Regions from separate parts of the Rattus norvegicus genome. Here all the other regions are linked to region 2. A link is a contact called in public Hi-C data. All regions are on one chromosome and are shown on one strand. Each heading gives the region's core, a stretch centred on a gene start, on an enhancer-like site or on the middle of the called end of the contact. The rest is flanking DNA. Distances are from core to core; before and after follow the strand shown.

Region 1 (3,391 bases), core at 517-3,016, 280 kb after region 2:
TATATATATATATATATATATAAAACTATCTATCTATCTATCTATCTATCTATCTATCTATCTATCTATCTAGTGTTGAGAGCTAGTGAGGGTCAGTAATATTTGATCCCCCCTTTCAAAAACATTAAAATGCTGACTATCAGGAACTATGTTAATGTAATTGTGAGAAAAAGTGGATGGGGTGGGGGGGCTACTTTTGAGGAAGTGAAAACAGGCTGCAGTACAGAGCTGGGGAGTGTGGGGGAGTTTGAACTGGAGTTTGTCTTTATATAAAACATTCTCTCTCTCTCTCTCTCTCTCTCTCTCTCTCTCTCTCTCTCCCCTCCCCCCTTCCTGGTCGTACTTGCTCTAAGCCAGAACGTCAGGCAAGCTAGGTAAGAACTCTACCACTGAGATAACACCCACATGCCCTATTTGAGGATTTTGAGCTTTATCTGAAAGGATAAGGCATTTTAAAGGTCGTAAGGTATTTTTAAAACACACATCCTCCCTAAATCCATAGAAGAACCTTGTTGGATAGATGCTATCAGTCTTTGTTTACACATGAGGACTAGGCCTTTGAAATGCTTTGACCTATATGAGGGCTGCAAGCAACTGGAAACAGAATCAGAAGGCAGGCAGAAACTTTTTAGAAAGAAAGGGTTTGTAGGAGAGGAAAGGGGTCTTCATGCTTTTTGCCTGGCCATATTCTATTCAGGCTTCACTCAGAACCTGCTTTTCGGGCTCAACTCTGTATTCCCTAGTAAAATCTAGTTTTTAACGAAGAATGCTATTAAGTCAGTTTAGCTTTCTTTCTTATCTCCCTGTTTTCTAGGTAACAAGTAGTAACCTTTGCTGTGTTAGCAACAATGATGTTATGCCTCTTATCTCCCTTAATGCTATTGTGATTCTCTATCGCTCAAGCTTCCCTATCCCCTGATCCCAGTCTTTAATTTCCCACTTCTACAAGCTCTCTTTTGAATTGAAGCCATTATCTCCTCTCCGTGGCAAGATGGATTTATAGCGGTCCCTACACTTATGGAGACTGTCTTAAATAAAGACCTCCTTAACGACATGTTCTTACAGGTATTGAATATTTTTAAAACTCATTTGTTAAGTGGAGGGGCACACTGTTCCCTTGTATACTCCCAATACAAGAGAAAGGTTTTGTTACCATTTCATAGATGGAGATACCAATTTCAACCCATAAGGCTGCTACTCCACAGTGAAATGCGGTTCTCAGCAGTATCACTATGTTAACTCAAGTGCCATCAGAGTGCAAATTTAAGTCATCTGTGGTGTTTGAAGGTCGCTTAGGACCAGGGACAGCTAGGGCTGTAGAATAAAAATGTTCAGGATGGGGATTAATGGCGAACTTAATTAGAAAAGCAGGCTGAGGCAAGAAGAGACAGGCTTTGAAGATTTGATGAGCATATGCAAAGCCATATATTATACCACCTATATGAAAGAGCCGCACGCCTTCTACATATATTTATAGTCCACTTGCAATTATCCCACTCTTGCTACCCCAGTTTCAGTCCATTCCTAAACTGTGACCTTGCTGCTTTTGAGGCCTGATCTTCGGTGGTGGTCTTCCGGTTCCCTGCTCTTGCTGCTAATAATGGGTAGGAGTTAATCCAGGCCCAGGGTGGGGCTGCTGGCTTTCCCCATAGCGTTTGTAGCACTTGCCTCCTCTAGGCTCGCTGCTGGGCGTGGAGAGCCACTGGGAGGCCGGGCCAGGGAAGGAAGCGCGCATCGCGCGTTGACCCTGACGGCGATCCGTAGCGCCAGCAGTCAGTGGCGGAAATATGGCGGCAGTGTCCGTATTAGAGAAAGTTTCTATCGAGGCCCTGTGGTGCTAGTGCGGGAGGCCTCAGGCTCAGGTCCCCACACCACCTCCAGGTTCTGACTTGGAGGCTTCGCGCCCTTTTGTTTTGTAAGCTTCGCAACGGACGGAGAGAGGCTCGGTGGCGACCACTGATTCAGGTAAGGGGCATCAGAGAGCCGCGGGGCGGCTGAGGTCTGGGGCGCCGCCCAGGGTCCGGCTGACCGGACCAGGCCCCGCCCCGTCGGCCTCCCGGTGGGCAAGATGCCAGCCTGGGACCGGCGACCGCGAAGGGAGGGCGTTCCTCGGTGTCCCTCGTTGCCCCGACCCGGGTGTCTCGTTGTGTCGCCTTGTCCCAGGGTTAAGGGGTAGCGAACAGCCAGGTCCCAGCCCCACTTCTCCATCTCTCCCTAGATAGAGGCCTAACGGGAGAAAAGTTACTATAGCTGTTCAAACGGGAGGCACTTAAAGAGTCCGAGTTGCCATTCTTATAGTTAAGAGGTGGCCTGAAAGAGTTACTAGCAGGAACTCAGAGAAACAAATGCAGTTCTCCAACTCTTGACTGCTTAGTGTTGTTCTTTAAGGTTTTGACACTTCCCCTAGCTGGAACAGAAATAGACTATTTCTGAAAGATTATGAAAGCAATACACTATGTTTTAAAGTCCATTGTCTTAGGACACGGGGAGGACACTTTTCTGTTTTGGAAGAAATTTGGTGAATTCAGTAAAGGTTGGAGTAAAGCTAGGAACAAACAAACCAAAAATTTCTGGAATCTCCCTTAACTACTAGTACTAGCTATGGCATATTAGAAAGCTGTTTATTTTATCTGCATTTCTTAAGTAGTTGTTTCTATTATTAGTCCTTCCCCCATCCCCCAATCTTAACAAATTGAATGTTAACTTGATACTGAGCACTCATTGTGGAAGACAGATCTCCCCCGAGATTTTGTGACCTAGTGAAGAATGCAGACGTTAAACAAATGGTGAAGAAAAAAGAGTAGTTTTACTTTTCCATTTCAGAGGGAATGGTCAAGAGGCGATTCTCCTAAGAAAATACTTTTAAGCCCAGACCTGAAGAGTTTGACAGATAAAGGGCAGATGGGAGGAAAAGGAGTGTGTCCAGAGAGGGCATGGCATTTATGTAGTTCATAATTGAAGTGTCAGTGTGCTTGGAATAAAAAGTGAGAAGAAGAGCAGTAACAGTTGGGGCAGTTATTCCTGCCCAGTTTGAAGTGCCCTATAAGGCACTGAAAGAGTTTAGACTGTAATTCCATGGCGGTGGAAAGCCATTAGAGAATTTGCATAGTGGAGAATAGCAAGGTAAAATTTGCTCTTAAAGCACACTTTATGTAAGAATGGCAGAAGTTGGTGGGGAAATTAAAAAAAAAGGGGGGGGGAAGACATTCAAGAATGAGGTTATTGTCACCAAAATTTAGGTGGTGATTTTGGGGATACAAAGTAGAAAAAAAATGTGAAAGAGATGCTTAAAAAAAAAGAAAAACCAAGAACTGGTGAGGATTAAGTCACGGGTGAAGAAATGTGGAAGAAGGTTAAAGAAGTAGATAGGATTGAAGGTTGGGGTACTACT
Region 2 (3,035 bases), core at 4-2,503:
ATACATAAGAAAAAAAAATAAAGTCTCCCAAATGAAAACATTGGAATTTAGGAGGAATTGGAAGCCTTTAATAGCAATAGGTCCTATTCCAAAGCTAATTGATAGGAAAGATACAAAGCCAAAAGCAACATAAGACAAATGTAATTAGAATGATTTGTTAAAATAATTAACTTTAGAAAAACAACACTGTCAATCTATCAGACACACCTTGCTTTAATGTGTTTGCCACATCTGGATCTCCTGTAAAATCTTGGCACATTTATTTCATCAAATTATTGTTATTATTGGCTAAAGTTACTGCCAAATGTACTTTGGGAACCAGAAGTATAAATCTTCGCTGTCAGAGAGATATAATTCTGTTTAAAGGAGAACCAACAACACAAGAATACATGCTGGTGATCTTCACTGAACTGAAAGTGCCCTCACTATCCGCATGATTTTTATCTGTACAAGTTCAGTCACCTCTCACTCATCACCATGAGTAACTCACAATGAGAAGATGACAAATTGTCAGTAAGTATGAAAATGATCAGGCCAGAAGTAAGATTTAGATATCCGGATATCTAAATGGATATCCCAGATAACAAGATTTTAAGAATGTTTCATAGTTAATGCTTACAGATGCAAGTGAATACTTTTTATAATGGTTTAGAGTACTAATTTGACATCTTAAAATATTGGGAGGCTGTGGAGAATGAACATTCTGAGAAAGACAGGAATTTGAATCAGAAAAGATCTGGTTATAGGACCGAAACCATATTTTCTAAACCTGCTTTGCACCACAAATGATTCAATATTTTCCAAACTTTCTGACTAAATGTGCTTATTTTCCCCATTGGTTTTTAAAAATTAGCAAATGTCATTAGGCACACTTGGAATATAATTTTTCTGCTGCAGAAATGTTGGAAGGCCCCAGGTTTGAAACCATCCCAAACAGATGGCTCCACTTAGTTACCCTCTCCTGCAGTTATTTCCTCATTTCAGAGTACTAACAAGACATATTTATGCGTCCAGAAATCCTTAACAGGGCAGAAAACACGTGTTGTTGTTTCATTCGTCTTACCACGGATTAACTAAACCTTTTCTTGGACACTCAACCACTCTTTAACAGTAAACCAGAGGGCAAAGTTGAGAAATAACTAGCAGCAGAGCTGCCCCTCAGCCAAGGATCCGAGAGCGCGCTGTGCATGACGGGAGTAGGCGGCGGGGCTTGTGGGAAATGTAGTCTGGCGACACCGCCCTGCTCTCCATTCCTGTAATGGCTGCTTTCAGTCAGGTAAGGCACAAACTCCGCTCCCCGGGATTCCAGGACTGATTCTCCGAGTGCAGTTGCAGAACGCAACAAATTTGCACCCTCCCAGAGCGAAGGAACTCCCGATCTTTATGTCAGATCTCGGGATGAATTTGCTTCTCGGCTTGGTTTCGTTTAGCTATCTGTGTGTGATAACTAACTTTAAATCTAGTAGTCTCTTTTTGAACGAACTGTTAGGGAGTATTTTCTGTACTCGTTACCAATTTCCGTCCTTGCATTTCTTTCCTTATTGACTCTAGCTTCCTCTTTAAAATAGGCTGTGTCACGAGTAACCTCTTAGCCTCAGCATCCGGAAGTTCCAAAGAGAATATTTCACGTTGGATAGAATTTTACATATACCATTGTTTTTGGTAAGTCTTATTAATTCCTTTCAACTTCACAGAGTCACGTGTTGTGTTGTTTGACTTTTGCCAGATTTAGCTGCATTTTCTAGATAGGAGGCATGCTAAGAAAATGTGACTTTTACTTGTTAGGGTATTTTAAGTTTGCAAGTATCTTGTGAATTTTTCCCTCTCTTTTCTAATGCTGTACAGCTGTCCAGTTTCAGTTTGGTCAATGCATATACTGTTGGAATTCCTATCGGAATTGCCGGTTTGAGGGTGTTGTCATGAGATTAACCTAAAATGACTGTCTTTAGTTTTGTCATCTTGAACTGACATCTGAAATGATTCACAAACTCCAGTCTAAAAGACTGTTGTCTATTTATATTGTCATTCAAAAAAGTCAGGCTTTTTTTTAACAGTTTCTTTTGTTCCGTGTTTAATTTCTAGGCAGGTTCAGCCCTCCAGATCCTAACATCATGAATTCAGTTCCAACACAACTGATCTTAGTCCTTACTTCGCTGCTTTTGATCCTGCCTGGCGTTGAAGCAGTCGAAGCTGGAGATGCGATTGCACTCTTATTAGGTGTGGTTCTCAGTGTTACAGGCATCTGTGCTTGCTTGGGGATATATGCAAGAAAGCGAAATGGACAGATATGACTTTGAAGGACTCTTCTGAATTAGACTTCACCCTGACCATTGTGCTGAAAACCCTTGTGCTGTTGAGGCCGAACCCAAGATTTGCTCTCACCTGTCCTCAGAAAGAGGATTACAGTTAGCTGAGGGTTAACACCCTCAGTTAAGAGAATGCTTTCCTGTTCATACTTGTTTCTCCTATGATGGGAGCAGATGGGGTGGGGGGAGAGGCTCTTAACAACAAAGAGTGCAGTAATAATGTGGCCCATAATTTGTATTTGCTGCTTGGGAGGTGGCCAAAGCGAGAGGGCTTAAGTTTGCAAAAGTATTATCTCATACTTTGAAAGTGTTTGTTCAGAATCTAGTAAATCTACATCGTTATTATAATCACTGCCTCTTGCATTCTGGGGGTTCTCTCTTTCATTTGGGGGGTTGGATTGGGTTTTGGATTTGTTTTTTTGTTGTTACTGTTTTCTTTTTAATGCTTCTGTTTTTAACATAGTTGTACTTAGATCTTAATAGCCAAAAATTGAAACTTTTAACTCTGAGGAAAAGTTTAATAAAAATGTATTAAATGTATCTAATACTAAAATGGTGAAAATATTTGTTAAAAAAATAACTATACATTAATTGAGTGCCTTCTCCTTTGTGGGATGTTTTTTTTTTTCAGATACATAGCCATTATACTGTCAGTTCACCTATTGTTTTGGCCTGCTTGTATCCAGATGCGAGCTAATTATTTCTAATCTGAGTGAAGAGGGGCTGGTT
Region 3 (3,023 bases), core at 298-2,797, 330 kb before region 2:
AATTTCTGCTAGTAGCAGATTTTTCTTACTTAGAGCCAAAAGCTTGACTGGGAACTACCTAAATAGATTACTACATCCACAGTAATGCATAGCTATGGGTCAGGGCAGCCCTCTACAGCAAGTCAAATATACCCATCATCAACCATAACTAGAGTACCTGAGTTCTAGGTCACCCCCAACATTAATTCTAATTTTGAGACAATAAGAAAACATTATGTGAAATAAATCACACTTCTTAATAAGAATTCATGATTTAAACAGGATCCAACCATGATTACCACGGCCCTCTTTAAGAGAACATGACATTGACAGATTTCCTTGTGATGGATAAGTCAGTCAATCTACACTGCCTTTTATGATGTCATTTTGCCCAAATAGAATTATTTTCATTTTTAATCTCTTTACCAATCCAATGAAATTGGTGGCTCAGGGGAAGCATGGGAAGAAAGCTCTGGGGTCAATAATCTGTGGGGTGGATTCATCATTGGAGGTTTTAACATTCCATAATATAACTGACTCTAGTATTCCAAGGGCCATCACCAATGGACAAGAAAGAATAACTTAGTATTCCTACAGCAGGGCCTAATACATACAAACTGTGCAAGCCACCTCCATAATAGTCTACTAACTATTACTATTTGAGTTTTACAATGCTTAATAAACTCTCCATCTCTCACTCTGACTTTGCTCAAATGATTTACTGTATATTTTAAACTACATGAATAATGATGACTATCTAAATATGAGTATGAGTTTATAGAAAAGTATGACTTAGGGGTAAAGGCAATCCTTGCAGCATACTACTAGGACTTCTGCCCCATCCCCTGCATCCATGCAAAAAGTAATGGGTATGGTGACATGCAGTTATAATCTCAATGTTATTAGACTTTAGTCAAGAGTTCACTAGCCAGTCTTCTTCATCAGTGAGCCAGATCTCATTGAGAGAGCTTCTCTCAAACAACAAGGTGAGTGGATCCTGTGGAAATGCATAAGAGGTTGACATTCCTATACACACACACACACACACACACACACACACAGAGAGAGAGAGAGAGAGAGAGAGAGAGAGAGACTCACAGAGACATGTGTGTCTGTGTGTGTGTGTGTCTACATACATGTCTTAGTCAGTGTTCTATTGTAAAGAGACATCATAATCAACTCTTATAAAGGAAAGCATTTGATTAGGGAGGGCTTGCTTATAGTTTCAGAGGTTTAGTCCAATATTATCATATTGGGGAACATGACAGTACATTGGAGGCAGACATGGCAGCAGAGATCTCTAGATCAATCCAAAGGCAGACACAAGAGAGAGAGAGCAACTGGGGCTGGCTTGTGACTTTGAAACCTCAAAGGCTATCCCTGGTGACATACTTCCTCAAACAGGGGCTTTCCTCCTAATAGTCCCACTATCTGATGACTAAGCTTCAAATCTATGAGCCCATGGGGGTTATTCCTATTCTAACCATCCCATTCCACTCTCTGGCCCTGCAGTGGCTTGTAGCCATAATGCAAAGCTGTTTTTAATTCGACTATGAAAGTTCCCAAAGTCAATAATCTCAACATTGTTTAAAAGTCCAAAAGTTCGAAGTCTCTTCGGAGACTCACGTCAATCTCTTACCTGCAATCCCAGTAAAACCAAAATCAGAAAGCAGATCAGATAATTCCAACATACAATGACACAGAATATACACTATCATTCCAAAATAGAGGGGAGTAAAAAAAATAATGGATCAAAACAAGATCTAAAACTTGCAAGGCAAACTCCAAGTTCTGTATCTACATGCCTGATGTCAGATCTCCAACTCTTTTCACCTTTGTTGACTGCAACGCGCTCCTCTTCCTTGGGTTGGTTCCACGTCCTATTGGCAGCTTTCTTTGGCAGGTATCTGGTGACTCTGGCATCTGTGATATCTCTGAATCTCCAAGGCAATCTAGGCTTCCGCTTCACAGCCTCACACAAAGGTGTCTCTAGATCTCCATGAAGGGAAACCACTGACACATGTCTGACCTCAGCAACTTTCCTTAGGCATGGAGGAAGATTCCATAACCCCTTTTTCTTGCATCCTTGTCCAAATCCGGAACTTTGCGGTCAATTATGGAAGTTACGCAGCTTGCTTGGACTGGAACATGGTCCCCTTGTTCAAATACATTTTCACCAGCTAATAGTCTCTGTTTTATTTTTTTTTATATTAAGCATCTTCCAAAACAGAAGAACTCAAAGATATAGAGCCGTCAAGTGTTCCTGTCTTTGATGGAACTGTGTTTGCATTTTTTTACTTATACATTATGCTTGTTGCCATTGTCACTGACAAATCTAACATTTCCCAGATTAAGATCTGTGTCTTCAGGTTTTACCTCCTGACATATTGTTGCTATTAGTGTCTGAAGTGTTCGAATCGAAGACTGTGTGGAAAGCTATACAGATACTTACAGTACCGTAACGCATGAGAATAATATCAAAGGCAATTAAAGTATAAAGGATGTAAAAGAGGATTGGGTAGTTTGAGTTTCGAGTATAACTGGAGAATTGGGTAGGTAGATATAGGAAAACAAGTGTTATGGTCCATATTAACCAAAATAAGTTGTATGAAGAAGCCTTACAGAAATCTATTAGCTTGTAAGCTAATTAAAAATTGTAACACAGTTTTAAAGGGGTTTTAATATAACTATCCTGCAGGGATAGACAATAGTCCTCCAAGATTATGTGAACCATAATGAAAATCTCAGTACCATGCACTTTCTTATGAGTTACTAATCAGAAGCACCAAATCAACACAGATTATTGTCACTGCTCTATTATCATCAAAACTAGATGGTAACCCAAGATATCAGTCAGTTTCCATGCAGGACATGGAGAAATTAACCTTGACTGATCAGAAGTCTCCCTTACTGGATAAGCCATATGATGCCAAAAGGTGCTACATAGGCTGTTGAGTAAGAAAGGACATCTATAGTTTGACCTAGTGCTGGCTTTCGTGTACTATGTTACTGACTTGTCTAGCAAGATTTACCCACTGACACAA

What was found. Hi-C and Micro-C count contacts between places; a contact is called where the count stands out from the background.
Region 1: a Hi-C map of kidney shows a contact between it and region 2, with 2.8 times the contacts expected there. The contact joins the promoter of Tmem168 here to the promoter of Smim30l1 in region 2. A contact is called at or near these places in 3 of 12 Hi-C or Micro-C datasets (kidney, mammary epithelial cells and psoas muscle).
Region 3: a Hi-C map of liver shows a contact between it and region 2, with 2.6 times the contacts expected there. The contact joins the enhancer-like site here to the promoter of Smim30l1 in region 2.

Annotation. Positions count from the first base shown.
Region 1 is chr4:42,823,229-42,826,619 of GRCr8, reverse strand. It overlaps Tmem168 (transmembrane protein 168), which reads left to right and starts at 1,766. Exons shown (of 5, transcript NM_001014054.1): 1 at 1,766-1,965.
Region 2 is chr4:43,107,631-43,110,665 of GRCr8, reverse strand. Smim30l1 (small integral membrane protein 30 like 1) reads left to right here and starts at 1,253. Exons shown (of 3, transcript NR_110645.1): 1 at 1,253-1,276; 2 at 1,569-1,662; 3 at 2,083-2,897.
Region 3 is chr4:43,437,440-43,440,462 of GRCr8, reverse strand. No RefSeq gene overlaps it. Among named protein-coding and RNA genes, the nearest start is that of Rnu6-210, 250 kb to the left of the region's middle. Within about 2 kb of position 1,547, at least 1 of the 93 cell types and tissues checked has an H3K27ac peak or open chromatin away from gene starts, as enhancers often do. A contact at or near this core is called in liver, where this site is marked.